Linked DNA regions of Oryctolagus cuniculus: region 2 is linked to region 1. A link is a contact called in public Hi-C data. All regions are on one chromosome and are shown on one strand. The core of a region is the stretch at or near the end of the contact, and the rest is flanking DNA. Distances in the headings are between cores, read along the strand shown.

The links. A called contact is a pair of places that touch in the nucleus more often than the background predicts.
Region 2: a Hi-C map of psoas muscle shows a contact between it and region 1, with 3 times the contacts expected there. The contact joins the enhancer-like site here to the promoter of RAB7B in region 1. A contact is called at or near these places in 2 of 6 Hi-C or Micro-C datasets (ear pinna and psoas muscle).

What each region holds. Positions count from the first base shown.
Region 1 is chr13:21,243,494-21,250,316 of mOryCun1.1, reverse strand. It overlaps RAB7B (RAB7B, member RAS oncogene family), which reads left to right and starts at 5,318. Exons shown (of 7, transcript XM_070054944.1): 1 at 5,318-5,449.
Region 2 is chr13:21,281,017-21,287,793 of mOryCun1.1, reverse strand. No RefSeq gene overlaps it. Among named protein-coding and RNA genes, the nearest start is that of CTSE, 18 kb to the right of the region's middle. Within about 2 kb of position 5,338, at least 1 of the 8 cell types and tissues checked has an H3K27ac peak or open chromatin away from gene starts, as enhancers often do.

The sequences.
Region 1 (6,823 bases), core at 4,069-6,568:
AGCAGGTGACGGCTCAAGTACTTGGGTCCCTGCCACCCACATGGGAGGCCTGGATGGAGTTCCAGCCAAACAGCCTGGATTCACATTGGCACTCTGCCCTTCCTGTCTCTGAACACTCTCCTCACTGAGCTCTTGGGATGTCAGTGAGTTTCCCAGGGTGGATCTTGGCCCAGGGTGTCAGCTTCCCTTCCCCATGGGTGTTGGGCTCTGAGTATATTATGGCTTCACATGCACACACACACGTGCATGCATACATGTGCATACACACACACATGCACCTATACATACACTCACACAAATACACAAACACATAAACTCACATGCACACACATACACGCGCACACTCACGTATGCACACGCACACACACTTTTTTTGTTTTTATGGTTTCTTGTCCTCTTTTTTTCTTGTTTTTGTAATTGTTTGTTTGTTTACTAAAAGATCAGAGTAAGTTTGGAACAGCGGGATCCAACCAAGCCATCCAGCTGAGCAGATAACAACACGGCCTCAGGAGTCAGACGGGCCTGGGCCAGATTCCCAGCACCACTTGAGGGGCCCCTGCACCCCACTTTGCTCATCTGTCAAGTGGGTGTGATGATAGCAACTGCGTCACAGAGTCGGCACAGACAAGTCTCACGGAGGGAGGAGGCTGGCGACCCCTCCTCTCCGTCAATGCACTCTCCTAGCCGTGCGGGAGCCTGCGTTAGAACCCAGCCCTGCAGGCTCGCTCCCTCAGGTCCCTGCTGCCCAGGGCACCCCACGAGCTCAGTCAGGAGTCTGGGGGTGGTGTGGCCGGATGTGGAGCAATCATGACCACAGCCCTGCCAGCTCGTCTCCAAGATGCTTCTCTGGCCCTGGTTCCTTGTCTCCGTCTCCCTAGCCATTCCTGCACACCCGGAATATTTCCCAACACCCTTCCTAACGCTTGGATTCTGTACTCTCCGCCCTCCCAACTCACCAGTGCCTGGCTGGACCATGCCCCTGAGCCCAGCTCACATCACATCTCCCCTGCTGCACCCCAGTGACATCCACACTGGCACGACTTTCAGGGTGCACTGGGGCCTTGCCTCGGGGTGACCCCCCTGCTCCCCTCACATCAAGCCAACCCTGAAACACACTGACACCCCCATCTTCTCATTTGCACCTGTTGCCAGAAGAGCCACGACGCCCCAAAGTGACCCCCTCCCGTGAGTGTCAGGAGTGCAGTGAAGAGACAGAAGACCCTGTGCTCTGAAGAACCAAGAGGAGTCCCAGCATTCATGGAGGGGCCGGCATTGTGGCAGGAGGCCTAAGCTGCCACTTGCAACACCTGCATCCCACATTGGAGAGCTGGTTCAAGTCCTGGCTGCTCCACTTCCAATCCAGCTCCCTGCTGATGTGCCTGGGGAGGCAGTGGAAGATGGCCCAAGTGCTTGGGCCCCTGTACCCACATAAGAGATCAGGATGGAGTTCTGGCTATTGTAGCCATTTGGGGAGCAAACCAGTGGATGGAAGATCTCTCTTGATCTGCCTTTCAAATAAATAAATAAATCTTTTAAAAAAAGAAAGCTTATAGAAAACACATATAAAATTATACACACATTTTAATTTTTTGTGGCAAAATAAACTTTTTCTTTTTTTTCTTTTTTTTAATTTTTTTTTTGACAGGCAGAATGGACAGTGAGGGAGAGAGACAGAGAGAGAGGTCTTCCTTTGCCGTTGGTTCACCCTCCAATGGCCGCCACAGCCGGTGCATTGCGGCTGGCGTGCTGCGGCCGGCCGGCGCACCGCGCTGATCTGATGGCAGGAGCCAGGTACTCATCCTGGTCTCCCATGGGGTGCAGGGCCCAAGCACTTGGACCATCCTCCACTGCACTCCCTGGCCACAGCAGAGAGCTGGCCTGGAAGAGGGGCAACCGGGACAGAATCCGGCGCCTAGAATCCGGTGTGCCGGCGCCGCAAGGTGGAGGATTAGCCTAGTGAGCCGCGGCGCCGGCCGCAAAATAAACTTTTTCAAAAAGTTTTATTTATTTATTTGAAAGTCAAAGTTACACAGAGAGAGGGAGAAAGAGAAAGAGAGAGAGAGAGAGAGGTCTTCCATCTGCTGGTTCACTCCCCAGATGGCTGCAACGGCCTGGGCTGGGCCAGGCTGGAGGCAGGAGCTTCATCTGGGTTTCCCATATGAGTGGCAGGGACCCAAGTACTTGGGCCATCTTCTGCTGTTTTTCCTGGGCCATTAGCAGGGAGCTGGATTGGAAGTGGAGCAGCTGGGACACGAATCAGTGCCCATATGGGATGTCGGCATCACAGGCGGTGGCTTTCCCCGCTACGCCACATGGCTGGCCCCTACACTTACCTCTTTAATTCCATTTCTCCATGAACTTTTTCAAGGATCCCCACAAACGGGCCTCTTAGCACCAAGGCCGTGTTTCAAAGGGGGTGACCTGTGTCCTGTAGCCTCTCTGTGTGCCCCTCTCCTGCCAGCCAGGGCCTCTTTTCCCACCCCCAAATCACTTTTCATGCTAATCAGCCAGCTTCTCTCCTCCACCTGCCCCGCTCCTGCGCATGCGCATGCTCCACGCCCTTCTTGGCCGCCTCTAAGCCCCCACACCCTTTGGCTGCGTTTCTTGCATCTTTATTTGCTCCCTGTCTTATTTCCACTGAAAAATGCAAGTACCCATTTGTATGACTCCAAAGGCCCGTGTGCTCAGATTACTGAATGAATGACCGCAAGAGGCAAAGGAGGAAGCGCCCGGAGCCACAGCACAAGCGCTGCCAGGGCCTCCTCCGCAGGCCAGAAGCGCTGTGTCACTCCCCACGGGAGCGTGTGTCAGAGAAAAGGGAAGTTGCTGACTTGTGATCCACGTGGACGGAGGAAGTGGAGCTACCCAGGGTGGCCGGTGACTCAGCTTCCAAAGGCGGCGGGCAGAGTTCTGCCAGCATCGCGAAAGCCCAGGTTTCAGTCCCGCGCTCAGTAGCTGTAGGGAGCAGCGGACGTCAGTTCACTTCCCCAGACCGAAAGCACCTGCCGCAGCGGGGAGGCGGCCGCAGCCGCACATGGACCCCGTGGGAGCTTCTGCCTGTTCTCTGAGAAACCACACGGCTCTGCGCGCTCTCTCTCGCTCTCTCTCTCTCTTACACACACACACCACACACACACACACGTTCCATTTAAACCTTGTCTTGGCGCCAGCATTGTGACACAGTGGGTTACACAGCTGCTTGTGACACTGGCATTCCATCCTGGAGCGCCGGCTGGAGTCCCGGCTGCTGTGCGTCCGAGCCAGCTCCCTGCAAATGCGCCTGAGAAGGCAGCAGGAGATGCCCAAGTGCTTGGGCCCCTGCACCCACATGGGAGACGCAGATGGGATCCCAGGCTCCCGGCTTCGGTGTGGCCAGGCCCCAGCCTTGAGGCCATTTAGGGAATGATCCAGGAGACAGAGGATCAGTGTGTGTGTGTGTGTGTGTGTGTGTGTGTGTGTAAGAGAGAGAGAGAGAGAGAGAGAGAGAGAGAGAGAGAGAGAGAAAGACTCTCCCTTTCTAATAAATAAATAAATATTTTTATTTTAAAAAATCTTAGAAAAAGAAGAAGAGGAGGAACAGGGCGACAATTAAAGAGCAAATCAGCCACCATAAGTCGGAGGGTGGCCCGAGCCGGGGTGTACTGATGCACTTTTGGCAGGGTGCCCTGTCCAGCATCGCCCTCCGTGGAAAGCAGTGCATCCGCCCTGCAGGCATGTTTGCATATCGGAAGAAGGAAATGAACTTCAACTTTGGTTCCACCAGAAACTCCACGGCAGGCCTGTACGCGGAGTGGTGGGTGTGGGATGCCAGGTCCTGGCTCTGGCCTTAGGGTGCGAGCAGCAGCCTGGAGACTCCTGTCCCACATGGCAGGACCGCTGACAGCGAGGGGTGTTAGACAAAGGCGTGGGCCAGCTGGGGCCATAGCCTGCCCAGAAGGGGATGGAGGGTGCGGCAGGTGCAGGCACCCTGGGCCATGAGCGCTGGTGACCGCCCCGGGTTGGGCATCGTCAGAACTCGCTCCTGTCCCCTTTCATCTGCAGCCGCAGTCTCCAAGGCGCGGCTCAGGCAGCTCACACGCCAGCATCTGAAGTCACTGGGGGCTCCGCCATCCTCAGGGTGGCTCGCACAGTCTCACCCGAGAGCCCTGGGAGGTGTTAGGACCAGCCTTACATCGCTCACATCTACTGGGGGTGTGTGTGTGTGTGTGAGAGAGAGAGAGAGAGATGAGTGTATGATGTGTGGTGTGTGTATGTGTGTGTGGTATGTGTGTGTGATGTGTGTGTGAGATGGGGGTATGGTGTGTGGTATATGTGGTGTGTGTGTGTGTGATGGGAATATGGTGTGTGGTATGGTCTGGTGTGTGTGGGTGTGTTGTGAGATAGGAGTGTCGTGTGGTGTGTGTATGTGTGTGAGATGGGGGTATTTGTGTGTAGTGTTGTGTGTGGTATGGTGTATGTGATGGAGGTATAAGTGTGATGTTTGGTATGTGTGGTGTGTGTGTGTGTGGTGTGCTGTGTGTGATGGAGGTATGGTGTGTGTGTGTGCATGTGTGAGATGGGGGTATGGTGTGTGGTGTAGTATGGGGTGTGTGTGTGTGGTGTGATGTATGTGATGGAGGTATGATGTTTGGTATGTGTGGTGTGTGTGTGTGTGGTGTGCTGTGTGTGATGGAGGTATGGTGTGTGTGTGTGCATGTGTGAGATGGGGGTATGGTGTGTGGTGTGGTATGGGGTGTGTGTGTGTGTGCGGTGTGATGTATGTGATGGAGGTATGATGTTTGGTATGTGTGGTGTGTGGGGTGTGTGTGTGTGTGTGTGTGGTGTGCTGTGTGTGATGGAGGTATGATGTGTGATGTTTGGTATGTGATATGTGTGTGTGTGATGGAGATATGGTGTATGTGTGTGAGATGGGGTGTGGTGTGTGGTGTGGTGTGGTGTGTGTGTGGGGCTGTGAGATAGGAGTACGGTGTGCTGTGTGTGTGTGTACGTGCATGCGTGTACAATAACGAGGACAGGGTAAGACGGGAGGACCTGACCTCCTCCCTCCAGGCTGGTGGTGAGACCGAGTCCAGCACACCTGTGTGTATCTGAAAATTCCACCAACAGAAAGGCCAAAGCAGTTGGAGCCCCCCTGGCGCCACACGTGCAGCTCCCGGCCCTGGGCCGCCACCCTCGGCCCTCCCCGGGGAGGAAGCTCCGGCAGCAGGCAGCAGCGGCAAGGCCCTGACTTTCCCATTCCACCCCACCCCCTCCGCCCACACGGCTGAGGTCACCCCGGCCCAGCCTCTTGTGCAACTTTCCCAAGTGTGTGCCGAGAGGGAGAGGAGGAAAACTCGGGGAAGCCCTGGCCTCGGCCACCTCGGGGGCTCGCTCCGCGCCCGGCGACACGCCCCAGACTCTTGGAGAGCTGCCGGCCAGCCTCGGATGCCCAGTGCGCGCCGCAGCCGCTGTGAGTGCCCTGGCGGCTCGGCGCGGTCCTCCTGGCCGGCGTCCGAGCTATCTGGGTGCTTGGGGGAGGCGCGGAGGCGGGGGAGGCAAGGATGGAGGCCGAGACTCGCTGCTGCAGGGCGTAGAGGCGGCCGGGACCCGGCCTTGGAGAAGTTCCTGGGGCGTGAGACTTCCCTGTGCGGCCCGCGGGCTGGGGTCCAGCTGGGGGAGTCTGCAAGGGCCGTCAGTCCCAGGCGGGGCGCTGCTGCCGGCGTGGTCGGCCCGGAGAGGGCGGCGTCGCTGCCCAAACCCGCAGGGCCTGCCGGAAACCGGAGCCCCCTGGGAGGGCCCGCGGCCTCTGGCTACTTTCTGGGTGGAAGCTGTGTCGCCCCGCCTGTTGGAGATCATTAGTGTACTTCCCAGCACAGCGCTGCCAGGCTGGGCGAGAGGTGCAGAGTCGGGCGGATCTGGATTCTTGCCCCAGCTTGCAGCCAATTTGTTCTTGAGGCAGGAATCCACCGCTGTCTGGAGCTTTCTGAAAATTGCAGGTTCTCTGTAAGGCGCGCATTGTGCTTCAATAAAAACAGTTCCTCTGGGCTTGGCCACCAATCCCCCACCGGCAGAGCTCCCACTGAGATGGTAACTCTGTATCCTCCGGCCCCCAGAGGGCTGGTGCGCGCAGCAGGCGTGCAGCAGGTGTGCTGGAGGTGTGGACGCATAGATGCATGGACACAGCTGTGGACAAAAGAATGGATGGTTACTTGTAGAGGCCTCTAGTCCCAGTCTGTTTGGGGGTGGGGAGATACAGAGAGGTGTAGGGCACTGCCCTGCCCACTGGGAACGCGCAGTCTACTTGGGGAGAATGCTAAGGCTCCTGAAACCAGGCTCTGGGTGCACTTCCCCGAAGGAGCAGGCCTAGACCTGCTAGGGTTTAGTGGGTGGAGCAGTTGAGAGAGCTCTGTGTTTTAGGGCGGGTGTATTTGTCATTTTCCAAGGCAATAGCATGTGGGAGAGGGGGTGCCGAGAAGCAGAGCGAGAAGTCAGAGGAAATAGCAGGACAGGGTGGGGAGCCTGTGTCTGCTTCCAGACTCTGCTGTGCCCTGCTCGCTGCTGTGCCTGCCCCCAGGAACGGCAGCCATCCCAGCACAAAGACGCAGAAGACTGTGCCTGGGTCCTGGCTGGGGCCAGTGGGGTAAGGAGAGAAAGGGGAGTGGGAGGGTGAGAGCAGAGCAGGTGCGAGAGAACAGCTCCCTTGCTGTGCAGGGACCAAGCTACACCTGAGCTTTGGCAAATGGGCCAGCTCCGGGTTCCAAGCCTGGAAGTCCTGCCAGGTAACAGCTGGAGATCAGCGGGTCACCTGCAGCGGGAGGTGACGGCTGCCGGTTCTGCTCCGGCC
Region 2 (6,777 bases), core at 4,089-6,588, 37 kb before region 1:
CCAAGTGCAGGAGCACAGAGCTCGACCATGAACCAGGCGCGCTCCTTGACAATCTCCCATCCCAAAGAGGCAGAGTTGACAAAAGAAGCTGGAAGCTTCTGGAAACATAACGGACATGACTTTTGTTTAAGTGAATAAGGAAGGCCTGGGGGGAGTTACTAAATTCTGATTACTTTTTTTAAAGATTTATTTGAAAGTCAGAGTTAGAGCGGAGAAGGAGAGGCAGAGAGAGAGAGGGGGAGAGGGAGGTCTTCCATCCGCTGGTTCACTCCCCAGTCGGCCGGAGCTGCGCTGATCTGAAGCCAGGAGCCAGGAGCTTCTTCCGGGACTCCCATGTGGGTGCAGGGGCCCAAGGACTTGGTCCATCTTCCACTGCTTTCCCAGGTCACAGCAGAGAGCTGGATCGGAAGTGGAGCAGCGGGGACTAGAACTGGTGTCCACATGGGATGCCGGCACTGCAAGTGGTGGCTTTACCCACTACGCCACAGCGCCGGCCCCATAACTTTGGGTTACTTTAATATACTACCAAGGGTTCTGCATTTTGCCAGATCTTTGAGAACAAACAACTAGAAAACGGAAAAGAATGAGAAGACTTGAGAACATACAGTGCTTTTTTGTAAGTAGCATGAAAAATCTGAAATAAGCATCCATGTTAGTGCAAGGTATTCAAATTTCAAATCTGATTTGAAAATCTGATTTGCGATTACTAATCCTGCACACCAGATCCTCAATGACGAAACTGTTGGCAAGATGTTGGACACACAATAAACACAATTCTGGTTTTGGCCACACTGTGCCTAGCAATCAGAGGACCGCCCACGAGAATGCCTGAGCCGTGCGCTAGGACTCGTCTTCACTTATGGAAGTGACAGGGGACTCCTAGGAGCCTGGCGGAACCTCTGTCCATCCAGCCCAACAGAAACATCACGCGACGTTTACACAGATGAAATAGAGTCCAATAATGCAGGCAGAGGGGCTTCCTGGGCTGGAAACCATTCTGGCTGTCGTGAGAGGAGCTGAGAATCGCACAGCTCAGGGGCCGAGCTCCACCTCTTGCGGTGGTCAACCCGGGGAGCAGTGAATTATTGTTGGATTTGGAAATCTTTACAACACACACAGATCCGTATCCGAGCACGAAAACCTTGTTTTCCGCAGAACACGATGCGTGTGGAGGCCGGACAGCCTCCTCACAGACCACCTCCAAAACCCCACCGCCTCTGCGTCGTGACGTTCCCAGGTGAGAGAGCCGAGACACAGGCATGGGAAAACGGTGAGCTGGGCCCAGTGGGGTCTGTCACAAGTCACCCCAGCATCCCACGGCTGCCCGTTCTCTAATCCTAGTCGTGAACGGTGGATCAAAAAGTTCGTTCAACACCACCGAAACCTGTGAAGTCGTCCAAGAGCTCTTTGACTTCAGCAAACACTGGAGAGACAAGATAGAAAAATCAGGTTGAGGGCTGGCACCGCGGCTCACTTTGCTAATCCTCCGCCTGCGGCACCGGCACCCCGGGTTCTAGTCCTGGTTGGGGCGCTGGTCCTGCCCCGGTTGCTCCTCTTCCAGTCCAGCTCTCTGCTGTGGCCCAGGAAGGCAGTGGAGGATGGCCCAAGTGTTCGGGCTCCTGCGCCCTCATGGGAGACCACGAGAAGCACCTGGCTCCTGAATTCAGATCGGCGCAGTGCGCCGGCCGTGGCAGCCATTTGGGGGGATGAACCAACGGAAGGAAGACCTTTCTCTCTGTCTTTCTCTCTCTCTCTTACTGTCTAACTCTGCCTGTCAAAAATAAATAAATTAAAAAAAGAAAAGAAAAATCAGGTTGAAATCATTACAACTGACAAAACCCACCTAGAGATCCATGGAGCATCTGCTAAGAAACCATGCATACCCAGGCCAGCACTGTGGCGCAGTGGGTTAAGCTGCCACTGCGGCACCGGCTTCTCATATCACAAGCACTGGTTCGAGTCCCGGCTGCTGCACTTCTGATCCAGCTCCCTGCTAACGCGCCTGGAAAAGCAGCAGAAGACGGCCTGAGTGCTTGGGTCCCTGCACCCATGTGGGAGACCCGGGTGGCGTTCCAGCCTGGCCCAGCCTCAGCTGGGGAGTGAATCCGCAGATGGAAGATTCTGTCCCTCCCTGCCTCCCTCCCTTTCTCTCTCTGTGACTCTGCCTTTCAAATGAATAAACAATCCAATCTTTTTAAAGAAAGATTTGACACTTGAGCTGAGGAACAGAGTAGGAAGTGTGAAACTGATGAGACATTGCTGGAAGAGGAACTGAAACAATAAAGTCACTTTCCGAAGTCAAGGTGATGCACACACAGGGCTCCAGGAAGAGGTAAGTTGGTGGAAAAATGGAATTCAATGGAAATTTATTGTGGTCCAAAATTTTGAATTCCATGTGTACTTTTTTTTATAATATGCATTTTCTATGAACTTTTTGAAGTCTCCTTGTATTTGCAGTAATGACTATCGTAACTCTTGGTGTACATTAGCCTCGGTAGTATCACCAAGCACTGAAGTGTAGCTGCCTGCATCTAGAGTTTAGAAGGAGTTACGTATCCACGGCATCGCAAGAATGCCTATCAATTCTAGTGACTGTTCCTACAGAAGCTAAGGTAACACGAGAAGCGAGCGTTGCAATTGCCACCAAAAACGCTTGCTTTCATGAAAATTGTTTATGACTGAAATGATCTTATGATCAATTGTTAAAGCCCAGAGGGTTTTTCTTTGGATAATTTCTTGTTCTCTTTTTTTTTCCCTAATTTTAATTTTTTTCATTTTAAAGACAGAGAGGGAGGAAGAGAGACAGGCTGAACTTTCCCGTCTGCCAGTTCACTCCCCAAATATCCCCAACACCAGGGCTGGGCCAGGCCAAGGCCAGGAGCTGGGAGCCCAGTCTGGGTCTCCCACGTGGGTGGCTGGGAGCCAAGCGCCCAAGCCGTCATCTGCTGCTACCCGGGTGCACATGAGCAGGAAGACGGATCAGAACTTGAAGCAAGGCGCTCCACCCAGACGTGGGATGAGGGTGTCCCAAGCTGTCTTCTCTGAGTGCCAAATACCGCCCTTATTTTTGAGTTCCTAATTATCGTGACTAAAACCACCAATTTTCTATTATTTTTGATTCAACCATTTTAAGTATATAATCTGTATAGAATCAACTTGTGTCTGCTTTGTTCTCACCTAACTTGAAAAGCAGATCTTCTTCATAACCCACAAAGGCATCATCGGGGCCAACAGGAACCCTGAACCTCTGAATGATTTGTTACAAACTGACCAGGGCAAGAGGTCAACTGGCGGAGCACCCGCAGCTTGTCCAGGTGCTCTGGCCTCGGGCGTGTTATGGTACATCAGTGCCTCCCAGCCACCCAGGGCAGAGTGCAAACGTCTTAGCTGGGCGCAGAGGGCTTGCTGGCGCCGCTGGAGTCCCGCCGCCTCCCAGCCCCGTGTCCCAGGCAGTTCCTCTGACGCTGTCGCAGCAGCCACCTCGGGATTGCCCCAGCGTCTCAGAAGCCTGTGCACACCTGCTCCCCAGGGACACTGCTGCCTGCCTCTTCACCCGCGTGGCCCTTGCCCGTGCACCGGCTCCAAGCCAAGCTGCCTCCTCCTCCAGGAGCCCTCCTGCTCTGATCCCCAGGGCTTCCTGGGCAGGCAGGGTGACGCTCCCAGCCAGCACCTGCGGTGACACAGACCCCGTCACCTCGCCCGCCATCCAGGGAGGGTGGCATCTCCCCGCTCTACACTGGTGTGTTGTCCAGTCTTCGAGCCCCGAGCTCCACGAACTCTTGCACAAAGACACGGGCAGTGGTCACATCTGTTTGAAAACCTGCGTCTCACTAATGATCAAAGACACACAACTGTAATTAAACACTTTTTTGAAAAAAAAAAAAAAAAAACACTAAAATCCTCAGCCTGAGGGCTGACAGTGTATGGCAGACAGACAAAATTTTTTTAAAGATTTATTTATTTATTTGAAAGTCAGAGTTACACTGAGAGAGAAGGAGAAGCAGAGAGAAAGAGAAAGAGGTCTGCCATCTGGTTCACTCTCCAGACAGCCGCAAAGACAGGAGCTGTGTTGATCCAAAGCCAGGAGCCAGGAGCTTCTTCCAGGTCTCCCACGTGGGTGCAGGGGCCCAAGAACTTGGGCCATCTTCTACTGTTTCCCCAGGCCATAGCAGAGAGCTGGATCAGAAGTGGAGCAGCCGGCACTTGAACCGGCATGCATATGGGAATGCCGGCACAGCAGAGGGTGGTTTTACCCATTACGCCACAGGGTCAGCCCCAGGAAGATAAACTGTTGCAATTTTCATGAAGGGCAAATCGGTGGTGAGCATCAAAAAGCCACGAAAATGCCATCACTGTCCATGCAGATGCCAGCTAAGGGGTCTGCAGCCCATATTTGAGTGTCTGGTCCAGCGCCTGCCTCCAGTGCCCGAATCCACCTGCCTGCGAATGCACACCCTGGGAGGCAGCCATGATGGCTCAAGCAGTTGAGTTCTTGCCAGTAGATGGAAGATTCTCTCTCTCTCTCTCTCCCTCCCTCCCTCTCTTGCTGCCTCTCCTTCTCCCTCAGTAATTCTGACTTTCAAATAAAATAAACAAATCTTTAAACAAAAACAGCCAGTGAGGACAGGCTGTTGGGCCTGTTGTGGGATGTCATATGGAGGAATACCACGTAGCCATCGCAAATACGCTCCGCTGAACCAGCTGTGCCGTGCTCCGTGTCTGCACGGGTGCCACACACGGTCTTTCCCATGTCAGCCTCGTGGAGAAGGAAAGGCCAAGACCATCGCCAGCCATTATTGCTGAGTGGTGAGACTCCCGGTGATTCTCAGTCTTCCTCCTTGCTTCTCTGCGTCTTCTAATGCGTCCACAGAGAGCCAATGCTGGGCTGGAGGGGACGAGGAGGAGGAGGAGGAGGGCGAGGAGAGGAGTGGAGGGAAGGAGAGGGCAGGCTGCAGCAGGGTCTGGCCTCCCTCCGGGCGTGAGGGCCCCCGCAGGGGTCAGCAAGGACACAGGGAGAAAGCAGAGGCCAGGAATGAGGAGAGGGGCCAGGGCTGGCAACCCTGACATCTCTGCCCGCGCTGAGATACCAGAAGCCTCGCGAGCGAAGGTGGTTTTTCATAAAGAAGTGTTCGGAGGCCAGGCGAGTCCCTAAAGGCCTCCTGGGCGCCATCACACGGCCTGAGAACACAGCACCCAGGAAGCTAACGTCCTGGCACGGAGCTCACAGCGGACCACCTCCCCCCTCGCACCTGACGCAGCGGGCAGTCCCTCCTGCAGGCCTGGGATCTTTTTAGTAGCGCCTTCTATTTTTGATGTAGGTCAAGGGAGCGCCTTTGCAAGGAAGCTAGGTTGTGGTTTTTTTTTTTTTTCCTCCTGGCAATGAATTCATTGTGACATGGGATAAGCAAAGGGCACCCGTCTCTGCTTTCCTCCGATTCTATTTTAAAACGCATTTCAGTAAATGTCACTTTAATCTGCGCACCCAGCCAGCATGCCTGGGCCCCCCTGGAGTCACTTTCTGTGTCGCTCATTTTGCAAATCAAAGGCACGTGCAGAACCGACTCAGCAGATTCACCACTGCCAAGTAGGAGGAGAGTCGTGGAGGGTAGAGAGTGAGAGCATTTCTAATCAGCTGCCTGGACCAGCTCTCCCACCCAGCCCTCCCCAAAACTGGCCTACTCCCGGCCTCATCAAGGGGCTTCCCGGCCGGTTTCCCTGCTCTCTCTCTCTCTCTGTGCGCCAGCTGAGGAGGGATTCGCTGCCTGGCCGGAACAGGGAGGGAGTCCAGCCACGCAACCATTCTCCTGGAAGCCTCTGCCTGGACCCAGCAGCCGTGAAAGCCGTCCCCTCCCTGTCCTCCCTCCGTCCCCTCCCTGTCCTCTCTCCGTTCCTTCCCTGTCCTCCCTCCATCCCCTCCCTGTCCTCCCTCTGTCCCCTCCCTGTCCTCCCTCCGTCCCCTTCCTGTCCTCCCTCCGTTCCTTCCCTGTCCTCCCTCCGTCCCCTCCCTGTCCTCCCTCTGTCCCCTCCCTGGTCTGCATTGCAGGCCCAATGAGGGAGACCCGGGCTAGAAGCAGGCCAGACCGGCTCCATCCTGCAGCTCCGTCCGTCCCAGCACGTCCACACTGAACAAATCAGATGGTGGCCTCCTAGTCACAAACACTTATCAACAGGACAAGATCTAGGTTTCGGGGACAAGACCCAGGTCTCAATAAAAAACAAGCCGGAAAGAGCCCCATGAAGCCTGCCCCCGGCTTTCACAGTCACTAATGCATAACCACTACCGCCGCTGCTTGGAGATGATGTGTTACAGACACACCGACACAGCAGACTGGAGACCACAGCGGCTGGCTTGGTCTCTCTGCCTACCGGCCCCGCCCATGCTGTTCAGAGTTTCTCTTTTTATTTAAATAAAACTTTGCTTCTCCTACTCTCACGGTTGTGTCCGGGACACCAGGCCCTGGGCTCTGAGTCCCGCACAGCTACAGCACGCTGGGCAGGCGAGAACCGCCGCTCGCCACTCGCTCAGCGAGCTTGTTCTGAAAGTGCTGCATTGTTCCGTGGGGCAATCACAGGACTTACAACTTTGTTAAGCTTCAGGTTAGTTTTGCCTTTGGTTTTTCAGACATAGCCTCTGGGTGTTTTTTTTTTTTTTTTTTTGGGGGGGGGGGGGGAGGCAAAGCCCACAAGTTTTAGCGCAGCAGACTAACGTCTCTTCCCACTCAGACTGCCACCTGCAAGGTGCAATCACCTCCTCTAGTCCTGGGCTCTTTTCTGATG